Regions from separate parts of the Mus musculus genome. Here all the other regions are linked to region 3. The links are chromatin contacts, called in public HiChIP or PLAC-seq and Micro-C maps. All regions are on one chromosome and are shown on one strand. Each heading gives the region's core, a stretch centred on a gene start, on an enhancer-like site or on the middle of the called end of the contact. The rest is flanking DNA. Distances are from core to core; before and after follow the strand shown.

What was found. A called contact is a pair of places that touch in the nucleus more often than the background predicts. HiChIP or PLAC-seq counts read pairs in DNA pulled down with a chosen protein or histone mark.
Region 1: a Micro-C map of embryonic stem cells shows a contact between it and region 3, with 11 times the contacts expected there. The contact joins the promoter of Dact2 here to the promoter of Tcte2 in region 3. A contact is called at or near these places in 3 of 39 promoter capture datasets (cranial neural crest, embryonic stem cells and liver), 3 of 484 Hi-C or Micro-C datasets (all in embryonic stem cells) and 1 of 115 datasets of contacts at active chromatin or transcription factors (stem cell-derived neural progenitor cells).
Region 2: a FOXA1 HiChIP or PLAC-seq map of pancreatic cancer cells shows a contact between it and region 3. The contact joins the enhancer-like site here to the promoter of Tcte2 in region 3. A contact is called at or near these places in 11 of 39 promoter capture datasets (the C10 cell line, the HPC-7 cell line, cranial neural crest and 7 more), 1 of 15 datasets of contacts at CTCF or cohesin (the NIH/3T3 cell line), 1 of 484 Hi-C or Micro-C datasets (LSK cells), 14 of 115 datasets of contacts at active chromatin or transcription factors (bone marrow-derived macrophages, embryonic basal ganglia, embryonic forebrain and 8 more) and 2 of 9 other capture datasets (adipose tissue and liver).

The regions. Positions count from the first base shown.
Region 1 is chr17:14,202,356-14,206,205 of GRCm38.p6, forward strand. Dact2 (dishevelled-binding antagonist of beta-catenin 2) reads right to left here and starts at 1,476. Exons shown (of 4, transcript NM_172826.3): 1 at 1,159-1,476. The coding sequence starts at 1,374. It overlaps Gm34510 (a long non-coding RNA gene), which reads left to right and starts at 1,352. Exons shown (of 3, transcript XR_001782252.2): 1 at 1,352-1,445.
Region 2 is chr17:13,490,744-13,494,055 of GRCm38.p6, forward strand. It overlaps 2700054A10Rik (RIKEN cDNA 2700054A10 gene), which reads right to left. Exons shown (of 4, transcript NR_045437.1): 4 at 1-96. Among named protein-coding and RNA genes, the nearest start is that of Gm26375, 42 kb to the right of the region's middle. Within about 2 kb of position 2,053, at least 35 of the 459 cell types and tissues checked have an H3K27ac peak or open chromatin away from gene starts, as enhancers often do. A contact at or near this core is called in the NIH/3T3 cell line and pancreatic cancer cells, where this site is marked.
Region 3 is chr17:13,760,084-13,763,801 of GRCm38.p6, forward strand. It overlaps Tcte2 (t-complex-associated testis expressed 2), which reads right to left and starts at 1,320. Exons shown (of 3, transcript NM_022311.3): 1 at 1,203-1,320. It overlaps Afdn (afadin, adherens junction formation factor), which reads left to right and starts at 458. Exons shown (of 33, transcript NM_010806.1): 1 at 458-695. The coding sequence starts at 591.

The DNA.
Region 1 (3,850 bases), core at 226-2,725, 440 kb after region 3:
TGTATTGCTGACGTGGGGGGGGGGGTTTAATCGTTAACCTTCAGGAACGGGTCATGCTTGTAACTCATCAGTGCGCCTGCCTGGCTGAGATCACGTGACCAGTGTGGAGCACCCCCACCCACCCCTAAAGACAGGCACCTGTTATAATGCCTTGGTCCCGTGGGTGCAACAGTGTACAGAGTCCAGTCCTCACCGGCCATGTCTCTCTCTGGGCAGCAGTTGGGTGTCTCAGACTGGAGGAGACTGTCAGCTGGATTCCGCCCTCAGCCAGATCTCTTACACTCAGGGAAGATTCCAGGTGTCCTGGGGAGTAGTGACTCAGACACTGGACTTCCTGATTCTTTAGACACAAACCCAACACTATTCTGAACTAAAGTTGATTGGAACACAGCAGTTTCACCCTGAACTTTACCAAGAGGCTACTTTCAACAGGACAGATCCAAATTTCACCGTGAAAAAAAAATCCCACTTAAAGAGTTGTGGACGCAACGCTATCACACTCTTTCGAGTGCGCACTATTTTGTTCTTTTAAAAATACTGCAGTACTGAGGGGAAGGAACCTTGAGCTGTTTCTAGAAATGGGTAGCAATTCTACTCCCGAGGGGCCCCAAGTGGTCTACAGAGGGGGACTCGATGGGCGCGGGTAGATGAGAAAGCGCCACTAATCCCCTCTCCCACGTTCCGCATACCGGAGGACACTCGTCTTATTTTTTTTTTTTTTTTAATGGGATCAGGTGACGTGCAATCTTGGAGACGATCCTCAGCGGGCAAGACTCCTCAATGACCCAAGCAAACCCAGTACAGTGCCCTGTGGCTCAAGTTCACGCAGTGTAGCCACGCAGTGTAGCCGGATGACCTGCTCCCGGGATGAGGTCAGTATGTGCGCAGACTCCTGCCAGGCGGAATGGAGCCCACGCTCCCCACCACAACAGCCTGTGTCTAGCCAGACTTGCGCGCCGCCGCACCAAGGTTGTGTCCGCCGCAGAGGCGGTGCGCAGTCAACCCCGGGTCCCGCGCGCGGCTCTCCAGCTCGCACCCCGCGGCGCGCTCCCCACGCAGCCGCGCATCTGCTCTTTCCGCTCGCACATTCCACGCAACTGCGCCCCGATCGCGCCCCAGCAGGTCCCTTCGGCCGCTCGCGCCCAACTTGCTCCTTACCAGCTGCTCCCGTAGCGCGGTCAGCGCCGCCTCCAGACGCAGCTCCTGGCCGCGGGGCCCTGGCGCAGGGTGCAGGCCCAGAGCTCCCCGCACGCGTGCTTGCTGCGTGGCTCGCAGCCCCTGAAGCTCCTGCAGCCCGGCCAGTGCGGCTCGTAGTCGCGCGCCCACCCTGCGGCGGTCCCAACCCGCGGGCCCCTGGCCGCTCGGTGCCCACATCTCCCGGACGCTCAACCGCCGCGCCGCGCGTCCCCGTCGCGTCTCCCCGCCCCCGGCTGCAGGTCGCTTAGGTGGGTTGGGACCTATCGCTGGCCGCGGAGGGCGGTGTTTGCGACGCCCGAGGTCACAGCGGCCGCCCCCTGCCCGCCCCGTCGACCGGCCGCGCCCTCGCCCAACCCCTGCGCCCCTGGGACCTATGAGCTCATCGGGGAAGGCCAAAAGCCCCTCCGCAGAGGGACAGAGAGGAGCTTAAGCATAGGCAAAGGTTTTGTTTAGGTTTTTAAATTTAAAAAAATTACAAAAGAAAAAAATTTACATTGCAAGACGCACGTTCCTATTTGTAAGCTGATTAAAATGGAAAATCCTATACCAGGTTCGCCAATGTACATGGAAAACCTGCGCTCGCTTCTCAGTACCGAGTCCAGCTTCACACACATGCTACGCACCTTTAAGGAAGCTTCTAGAAAGTTCCTGAGGTGTGCAGCTCTCACCATGGTGGTCACTTCAGCAACACTGTCTGGATCCCAGAAGCAAGCCGCACACTCTCAGTCGCCCCCACCTCCTTTACTCACTCCATGCTCAGAGCCCCCCAGCGGCCTCCTGTGGACACTGTCTTGAGTGGAATCCTGTTATCCGGGTCTTTTGCTGTTAGACTTCCGGGCGCGCCCATTTTGCAGCACTTTACTGGCCGAGTAGAGTATCTATAGTCTTCATGTTCCTCCAGTGATAAGTTAGGAAGAAGCTGTCATCCACTTCTGCACACAGGCAGGATGAAAATGCTTTTCTCTTCCTTGAGTGTCTACCGAAGGCAGGAATTGTTGAATCGCGGGTGGTTACTGAAGAGACCACTTTCCCGTGTTCTTACCATTTCCTCCCAAGCAGGGGTGGGAAGGTGCCTCCATCCAGAGCACCCAGGCCTGTGGAGTGTAGCTTGCAGTGATTCCTCGGGCAGGAGGAAGTTAAGTATCTTTTCCCTGTAGAATCGGTCATTCAGGTTCGCTACTTGCTTTAAGTTGGCTATCTCCTTAGTAACGAAGACCAGAGTCTCCTTTAAACTCTTTCCTTATTTGCAATTTCTTTCTTAGATACAGGATTCTCACAATGTTTTCTCCAGTCTACAGGTTTCTATTCATTTTACTTCCCTATTTTTGTTTTGTTTGGTTCTAAGACCGGGTCTTACTACAACAGAACTACTCCGTAGACCAGGCTGGTCTCCAAGGAACTCCAGCCTTCTGTGTGTACCTAGATCACAGCTTCGCAGCACTGAGCTTGGTTAAAGTTTTTACTCTTTATCTTTACCTCCTTGCACCAGTTTTCCCCGCTTTTTACTGCTTTCTGTGTGACGACTGAGAAGTCGCTGCCTGATTCGAAGCTACAGACTTCTAAGCTTTTGTAGTTTAAAGCTGATACTCTGAAGTCCTTCATCCTCTCAGGCTGAGCTCTGTCCTTGATCCTCCTGAGTCTCTTTCATTTTTCTGCAGACAGTGTAGCCCACTGCCCAACAGGAAACAGTGAGAGGTGTAGATCAATGGAGGGTCAGCTGATATGGAGAAGGAATTTCTGTTTTCTGTCATATTTATGCTTGTTCCAGGCTGTGTCAATGACTCACCTTTTCACTGGGTTCTGAAGTCTGGACACATAAGCTCTCCAGCCCTGTATCTTCTCACTACTGCCTCCTGCTCTGTGCCCTCCCTATTTCCACAGAATTTATGGGTCACGTGGCCAGTGTCTGCAAAGAAGACAGCATGGGTCTTGTTGGGGGATGCCCGGAACCTGTCAGTCAATAGGAAATATTACATTAAGTTGAGTGTTCTTGGTGCACAGACATGGGCCCCTTGCCACACAATCAGGTCCACTTTCAGTTTATTCAACCATGCCTCAGATTATCAGTAAGCCTTGTTCCCGTGTCCAATTTGTTTTTGAGGTTTTTTTTTTTTTAATTTTTATAGTGTTGTAAACCGTTTTCCAGTTTCATTTTTAGGTGTTCACTGCTGGGGCATAAGATTATTCTTGTGTGCTAATGCCTGTAACTATGCCCTGCCCTCACAGCATACCCTTTATAAAACAAGTAAAACTTCCTTTTAATCAGATGAGCAGACATGGGAGGGGGTAATGATGCCCACAGCTGGCAAGTGTGAGGAAACCCGTGTTCTCATAACTTACAGGTGGGTAATGGGGGTTGTGGGGGAGGGGTCCTGGAAGTCAACTGGGCAAGTGTCTCCAAAAGGCCTAAAATGAGTCTGTCCAGAGTTTTGTTCTGAAGAAGTGACTGAGACACCCACACTTGTGATGACTGGGGCTGAAGATTTGGACACACTGCGCTCAACTTGACTAAGTGTGCAGGTACAGTGTACAGTGTACAGTGAGCGGGATCCTTAGCCAGACACTGCTCTGTAGGGTGGTTTCTCAACTCTAACCTCTGTTTATAGGACAGGGCTTAATTAATTGTTTCTGAGTATTAACTACAGTACTTGAA
Region 2 (3,312 bases), core at 803-3,302, 270 kb before region 3:
AGGTTCATTGTTGACCTCGGTGTCTGAGCATTGGATGTACCCGGTGACCTGGCATTGTGTTTGATGTGTTCACCAAAAGGCTGAGCAAAGAGGCATCTGGGAAACAAAGTGGCAGATTGAGTTGACGTGCTCTTGAGTGGCCGGGAGGGACAGTGTTTGGGGGTAGGAAGGGTTACCCCCTCTCTTAAGGAAAGAGATCCCTTCCCTAGCATGAGTGAGTTTCCAACAGCATAGGCCTAGTCCTTCTGACACCCTACTAGCAAGCAAGGCTGCTTTGAACTTTACCTCTATGCATAGGGTGCTGAGATAGACCCTTAGGAAGATGGGGCATACGCCAGCAGCAGGAGCAGGAGGGGTGCGGGGGAGGGAGGATCCTGCTTTTTAGTGTGGAAGTCCTGAGGGATCTTGAGCAGAACCACTAAAACTGCTATCCCTGCAAAGTCTGAGCTGTCCTCAGTCTCCCCTTCTGTGACTCTCCTTACCTCCAGCACCAGCCCCTCTCTGATGGTTTGAATGTGCTTGGCCTAGGGCGGGGCAGTATTAGGAGGTATGGCCTTGTTGGAGGAGGTATGACCCTTGATGGGGTAGGCTTTGAGACCCTTCTCCTAAATGCCCCAGGACAGTCTGTCCCTGGCTTCCTTTGGATGAAGATGTAGAACTCTCAGCTCCCCCAGAGCCATACTTGCCTGGAGGCTACTGTGCTTCCTGCCATGATGATATTGAACTGAACCTCTGAACCTGGAAGCCAGCCCCAATTAAATGTTGTCCTTTTAAGAGTTGCCTTGGTCATGGTGTGTGTTCACAGCAGTAAAACGCTAAGACACCTTCCTTCCAAGTCTCAAAAAAATCTGGGATCTGTGAGCAAATGCAGAGGCTCTACAGCAGGGAAGCCTGGCCCTGGCCCTCTCCGTGACGCCAGACTGCAGTGCCTAACAGGGAGTAGGGGCAGGAACAAGCCCCAAGTTCATAAGATGTATCCTCAAACCCACGTGTATCCCCATCCACCATGACTCCACTGTGGTGTGCATGGGAGTCCACTAGGGCCGCTGACCAAATCCCACCAGCCGTAGCTTACACAGCAGCTTCATTTCTTGGGCGGGCTAGATGGTTCAGCACTTTGTAAGTGTGAGAACCCAATGTCACGTCTTCAGCACCCACGCAAAAAGCCAGGCACGGCAGCGCTTGGAGTCTCACTGTGTGCAGGGAGAAGACAGGAGGGTCCTTTGGCTTTTCTGCCAGTTGAATTTCCTATGAGAGACCTCATCTCAAGGAGGTGGAGAGTGCACAGCTCACCCCTCTCCTGCATGTACACGCGTGCGCGCACACACACACACACAGAGAGAGAGAGAGAGAGAGAGAGAGAGAGAGAGAGAGAGAGAGAGAGAGAGAGAGAGAAATGTTGGACACTGAAAGTCAAGACTACAAGTTGGCAGGACTGGCTTAACCTGAGATTTATAAATGGCATCTCCTTCCAGTACCTTCCCTTTATATCTGTCCCCGTCTGCATTTTTCCTTTTTATAAGGATACAGGCATATTGGATTAAAGCTTACACTCAGGACTTCATAGCTTGATCCCCCCTGTATAAGGATCTATCTTCAGATAAGGTCATCTGTAGTCTCAGGACTGAAGCTTCTAACTAGGAGCCTTGGGGTGGGGCACAACTAACCTATAACAGGACTCTGTACTTCCTTCTTCCCCAGTACAACTGTGCACATGAAGAGCTGGAAACCACTGTAAGCTCTGTGCTGGGATTCAGCTGAAGAAGCTGCTAGAATCATGTCTGCATATGTGCTTAGGAGCAGGGGCCAGGCCCAGGAGTATTTCAAAGCTCTCTGGGCAAAGGTCATTGAATGCTGAAGGGTGGGAATGCTCTTACAAATTTAGGGTCCATCCACTTCTCCATCAGCTCTAATGAGCCTCAGAAAAATATAAAGGTTAGAAAACTGTTTACATAACAGAGCAAAACATCTGCCTTAGAAAGAACAGCAGCAGCCAGGGAAGGGTGCTGGTCCCAGGAAAGCAGTGTGGTCACCTGCTCACGTGCTCACAGGGAAGGAGCCCTGACCCAGAAGTGACTCAGCAAAACCCTCCATTCCTCAGGGGCTCACCGAGCTCACACTATCTTAAAGATGGCAAGAGGCCAAAGCAAAATGATGCTCGTGCATTGTGGGGCCTGTTGGGACTGCAGTGACAGTGGGACATGTGAAATGGGCAAGCCCCTCACAGATGGTGAGACCCAGAGGCAAAGATTCAGGCTGCCTGGCCAAGCATGGCTCCTGCGGCACTGCCTGACCCTCCTGTTCAATCTCCACTGAAATAGAGCTCTCTGTCTGCCCAGCTCTGCTCCGAGATCAGACATGGGTATGACTCATGAGATTGGTGCCATCTGGAAGGTAGTATTTGTACAGGGCTAGATCTGCAATCTGTAAACTGACGACAATCTCGGGCAGTGAGGGCCCTGAGAAACACAACTGGGAAAACAAAGGGTGGTAGAAACCAGTGGGCTCCTTTCTACCTAGACTAAAACCCTGGATAAAAAGGTAGACAGCCAAATGAATTGCTTAGTTTCTTCCTTCTTAGTTGGTGTGCGTGTTTTCTCAGCTTTGTAGCTTGGAAAACAGCACTGGAACCACAGTGGTCTAGGCAGAGAAGCAGAGAGCAGGCACTGAACACAGACATCATGTTAGAGACAGGCTTCTACAGTGACCCCTCAACTACTGGTAGGCTGCATGGGCAGTGGGGGGGTCCCGGTGGTTGTGGTGCCCAATGATGTCATAGCCAGCTTGGCATCTGTAAGCACATACTATTAAGCTGGCAGAGTCAGCCTGTCCAAGAAGACATTTCTCAGAATGCACAGAGCTGTGGAGCTGGGACTCTCACCTGAACTGTTTCACCTCCAAATTCCTCAACCCCAACTTCGGTGTCCCTCCCCTAGGGTGACCATGGAAGTCAGGAAGAAACCTGTCACACTGACGGTGCCCCTCCCTGCTCTGGCCACCTGTGAAAACCACTTCCACCATGTCGCCTGTCAACCTGCAATGAGCGGTATCCATGGGACTCTCCCAAAGCCAAGCAACTCCTCAGGACCTTTGAAAAGCTGTAAATATCTTCACATCTCAGTCCATTCTGGGTTTGCTGGAGAAAACCAAATATCTTCCCAAACAAGCCAGAAAACCAGACACTGGTCAGATTTAGCCATGGTTATCGGAATAAACAAGAGGTCCTAGGAACAGTCAGGTCTTCAGGGCCAAGCCATGTTCAAGTCCGTGTGCGTCCACACAGGCTACTGACTGTTTCAGTTCCCCCTTTGC
Region 3 (3,718 bases), core at 70-2,569:
CACACAACCATAATAATTTATCTTTCCTCCGGAGAAAGGTCAGCTGGGATTTGACCCCAGCAGCCAGCGCAGCCCAGGCGTCAGGGCCGCGGCGGGATGGCCGGCCAGTTCCGCCGGCCGCGCAGCCCACGCCCACCTGTCCATCCCGCTCTGCAGCTCCGGGTCGCCCCGCCCGTCAGGGCGCCGCCCCTCTGCTCGCCAGCTCGTCCGCCACCCCTGAGCCTGCCCAGGGCGGACCGAGCGCGGCCGCAGGACCGAGCGGCTCCGGTGAGGACTCACGCCTCCGGCACAGAGCGAGTGCGGCCCGCTGACACCCGACGCGCCCCTGCACGCACGCACGCGCGCGCGACCACGCGGCAGCACCTAGCGGCGCGGCGCGCGCTCGCGGGGACGCGCACGGCGGGCGGGCGCGCACGGCGGCGGGAGGGCGGGGGGCGGCGCTCGGCGCACCGGCCGCGGCTGAGGCGGGCTGAAGCGGCGCGGGCCGGACGCGGGCCGAGCCCGGCGGAGGACGCGCGGCGGCGGCGGCGGCGGTGAGGCGGCCTGCGGTGTTCCGGCCCGGCTGGCCCTGGGGAGGAGCGGCCGCGATCATGTCGGCGGGCGGCCGCGACGAAGAGCGGCGGAAGCTGGCCGACATCATTCACCACTGGAACGCCAACCGGCTGGACCTGTTCGAGATCAGCCAGCCGACCGAGGTGAGCGCCGCCGCCGCCGCCGGGGTGCGAGGGGAGGGGGCCCGCGCGCGGGCCGGCGACGCGGAGGCCGCGGGAGGCAGAGCGCGGTGGGGTCCCGCGGCCGCCCCTCCCCCGCTGGCCTGCCCGCCCGCCCGTCCGCCCGCGGACCCGCCCTCGCCCGCGGCCCTGTCCCCTCGGCCTCCGCCCACCGTACTGGCCAGCGGGGTCCCTAGGGGCGCTCGTCCTTGTCGCCTCCTGCGGTGCCCCGCCGCCCGGGCGGGGTCCAGGGCGGCTTGGTGGCCGGCGCAGAGGGCGGGCCGGCCACCTGCGCGCGGAGACACACCTGGACGTGCACTTGTGTCCCCGGGACTCCGCCTGGCCACCCACGTGGGTCCTCAGACCCCACCTGTGTCACCCGCATCCTTTCCAGGCGCGCACTTGTGTCCTCAGGCCCCGCTTGCGCCCACAGGACTGCACCTGGCCGCCCACCTGTGCGGCACGACCCACCTGTGCCCTCCCGGCCCTTACCTGCCAGCGCACCGGTCCCCGTCGCGGCCCACGCAGGCCGCGGGCCTTCCCCTGCGGGATGCGCTCCTCGCCGCCGGTTTCTTTGATGGCGTCTTCGAACCGTCGGGACGCGGATCTCGGCCCCTCCGAGGCCACGTGACCGGCCGATGCCCGCGGCGGTGTGAGCCCCGTGCGCCCCACGGCGCGCGTGCGTTCTAGCCCGGCGGGGTCCGGTGGCGCGCAGCGGGCAGACAGATAAACCCCTGCTCCAGCCCCGTGCGCTGGCGGTACGCAGCGGGGCTGCGGGAAGCGTTCTGGACGATCTTGGGGGTGGGGTGAGGGCCGGTATCCAGCCAGCCGGTTGGTACCGGGGAGACTGTCGGAGGAGTTCCGTGGCCGGCGGGAAGCCTCGGGGAAGCCTCCGTTAGACAGCGGGCCAAAGGGCGTTTGGTTAAGTTGTGGCTGGGCAGACCTGTTCCACGCGACCCCACACTATACCCAGGACTTGTGCCGGATTTGGAAATAGCTCTGGCTTTGAAACCTAAGAGGTGCTTGCTGAAACACAGCAGCCAGCGCTTAGCCGCGAACACAGATTTGGTAGATCTGAGCAGTCTTCTCAGATTGACTTAATTTTGCCGGTGGAGGAAGGCAGGTTTTCCTCTCCTTCCCTCTCACCTTCTTGTGAGCACACTTGACCTAGTTAGAGCCCTTTCTCTCGATCCCTATTTGACAAGCTAAGGTAAATTATTAGGTTCAGGTGGCCAATTTGAACACCGGTGGATGTTAAGTTACTCCTGATTCATAATTCATCTTCTGTAACGATTTTACGAGTTGTATTTTAGTAAGCAAATTTACTGTGTAGTTAGTGTTCGTTCATAGCCTTACAAGCGACTCTTTAGAAAGGAGCCCTGAATCAATATAGTTTCAGTATTATTTTGTCTTTCAGAATAATTAGCTTGATTTTTTTTTTTTTAAATGGCAGGATAAACTTTGCAAGTAAAATATTGCTAGTCAAGTGAATTCCCTTGTTCCTCCCCCTCCCCCAGAGTTCTTATCTGATTAAGAAAAGATGTGTTTTCTGTTGAGAAGTAACAGCTTAGTGTTTTAGTCTTAAATTGAGGAGTTAGCTTTAAAACATTTTAAATTAAATATTTTAGATTTAACTGGATTCTATTCTATAAGCATTCACTTGAAACTTTATCATTTTGGAGAGATGAACAGTAAAGTTGCATGTTTTGTGGAATGTTCCCCCCCCCCCCCCCCAGTTTTCTGCAGGTAAAGAGTTGTGTAGACAATGAAAAAAATTACAGGACTTAAATGAAATTATCTTTTTCATTACCCTCTCTTACATCTGAACATTTCTATTTTTAGAAACAACTTGTAATTGAAAGCCTTTCATAATGAAATTAATTTGTTTTCAAAATGTAATGGCTAGCTCACATTTTCTATTTTGTTGTTTTAGAGAATCTTTGAGTACTATTAAAATTATTCTGTTCAATTTGAAGCTGTTTTTTATTAGCACACTATATCATATAAGTAAGCTGAGTTCTATGAGTAGTGTAAGACCAGTGGCTGCAGCCTGTTGTGTCTGAGCTGCATCTGCAAACAGTTTTACCATCCTGTTTGCTTCTTATTCCATTTGGCTGTTACAATTAAGCAGGTTTCTACAAGAGGATAGGAAGTACACCAACCCCTGTAGATGTTCAGTGACCATTGAAAAGATTCCCTGCAGAAGTTGATTTGTGGGAAGGTTTAAGCCTTGTATTTGTTTAATTGGGCAGTCTTTTATGCTTGTTGGTGAGAGCATGATGAGTGTTTTCTATTGTTTGTTTATTTTGGTACAGTGTTGAGTGTCACCTGTGACTTGGTTGTGTCTGGTGGTGATAGCCACTGATGGATGAGTCTTCGCTTTCTCTGTGGGTTACATTTACCTTTAAAGAAAATGCATCATCCTGATTAAGCTTGCACTTCCCTTCACGTTTACAGTTCTGTGTAAAGGGACCCGTTCTGGGAACCAGCAAGGTGTTGCTGAGCAGTTTTCAGTCAGTCCTTAACTTGGGACTTGTGTACTTCTTGAAAAAAAGAGTTAACAGTCTAAACTCAACGTGAACATTTTATGACTGGGAGATTGATGTTAACTCAATTAATACCATGGCCACTATAGAAACTGATAAACATTTTCTCAAAGCATTACTGGACTCTTTCCTTTTAAAATTAGGGCTTTGAAATTAGGGATTTCTGATGATTTTAATGGGAGAGTGCCCCTTTGAATCTTTGTTATTTTCCAGTACTGTTTAAGAAGTCTTCTCTGGTCATCCCCAGGTCTTACCTAGACTTGTCATCAGAATTGCTGTTTTTTTCTCCCTCTTCATTACACAAGGCAAGAAATGAAATATTTATCCTTGCAGAACTGCTGTCTGTCACAGTTGGTACTTAGTAAGCATAAAGAAAGAAATATTGAATATTCCTGGCAAAAAAAATTATAAAAATTCATTGAAAATTGTTCACATAGTAAAAATTTGTTTTGTTCTGACTTT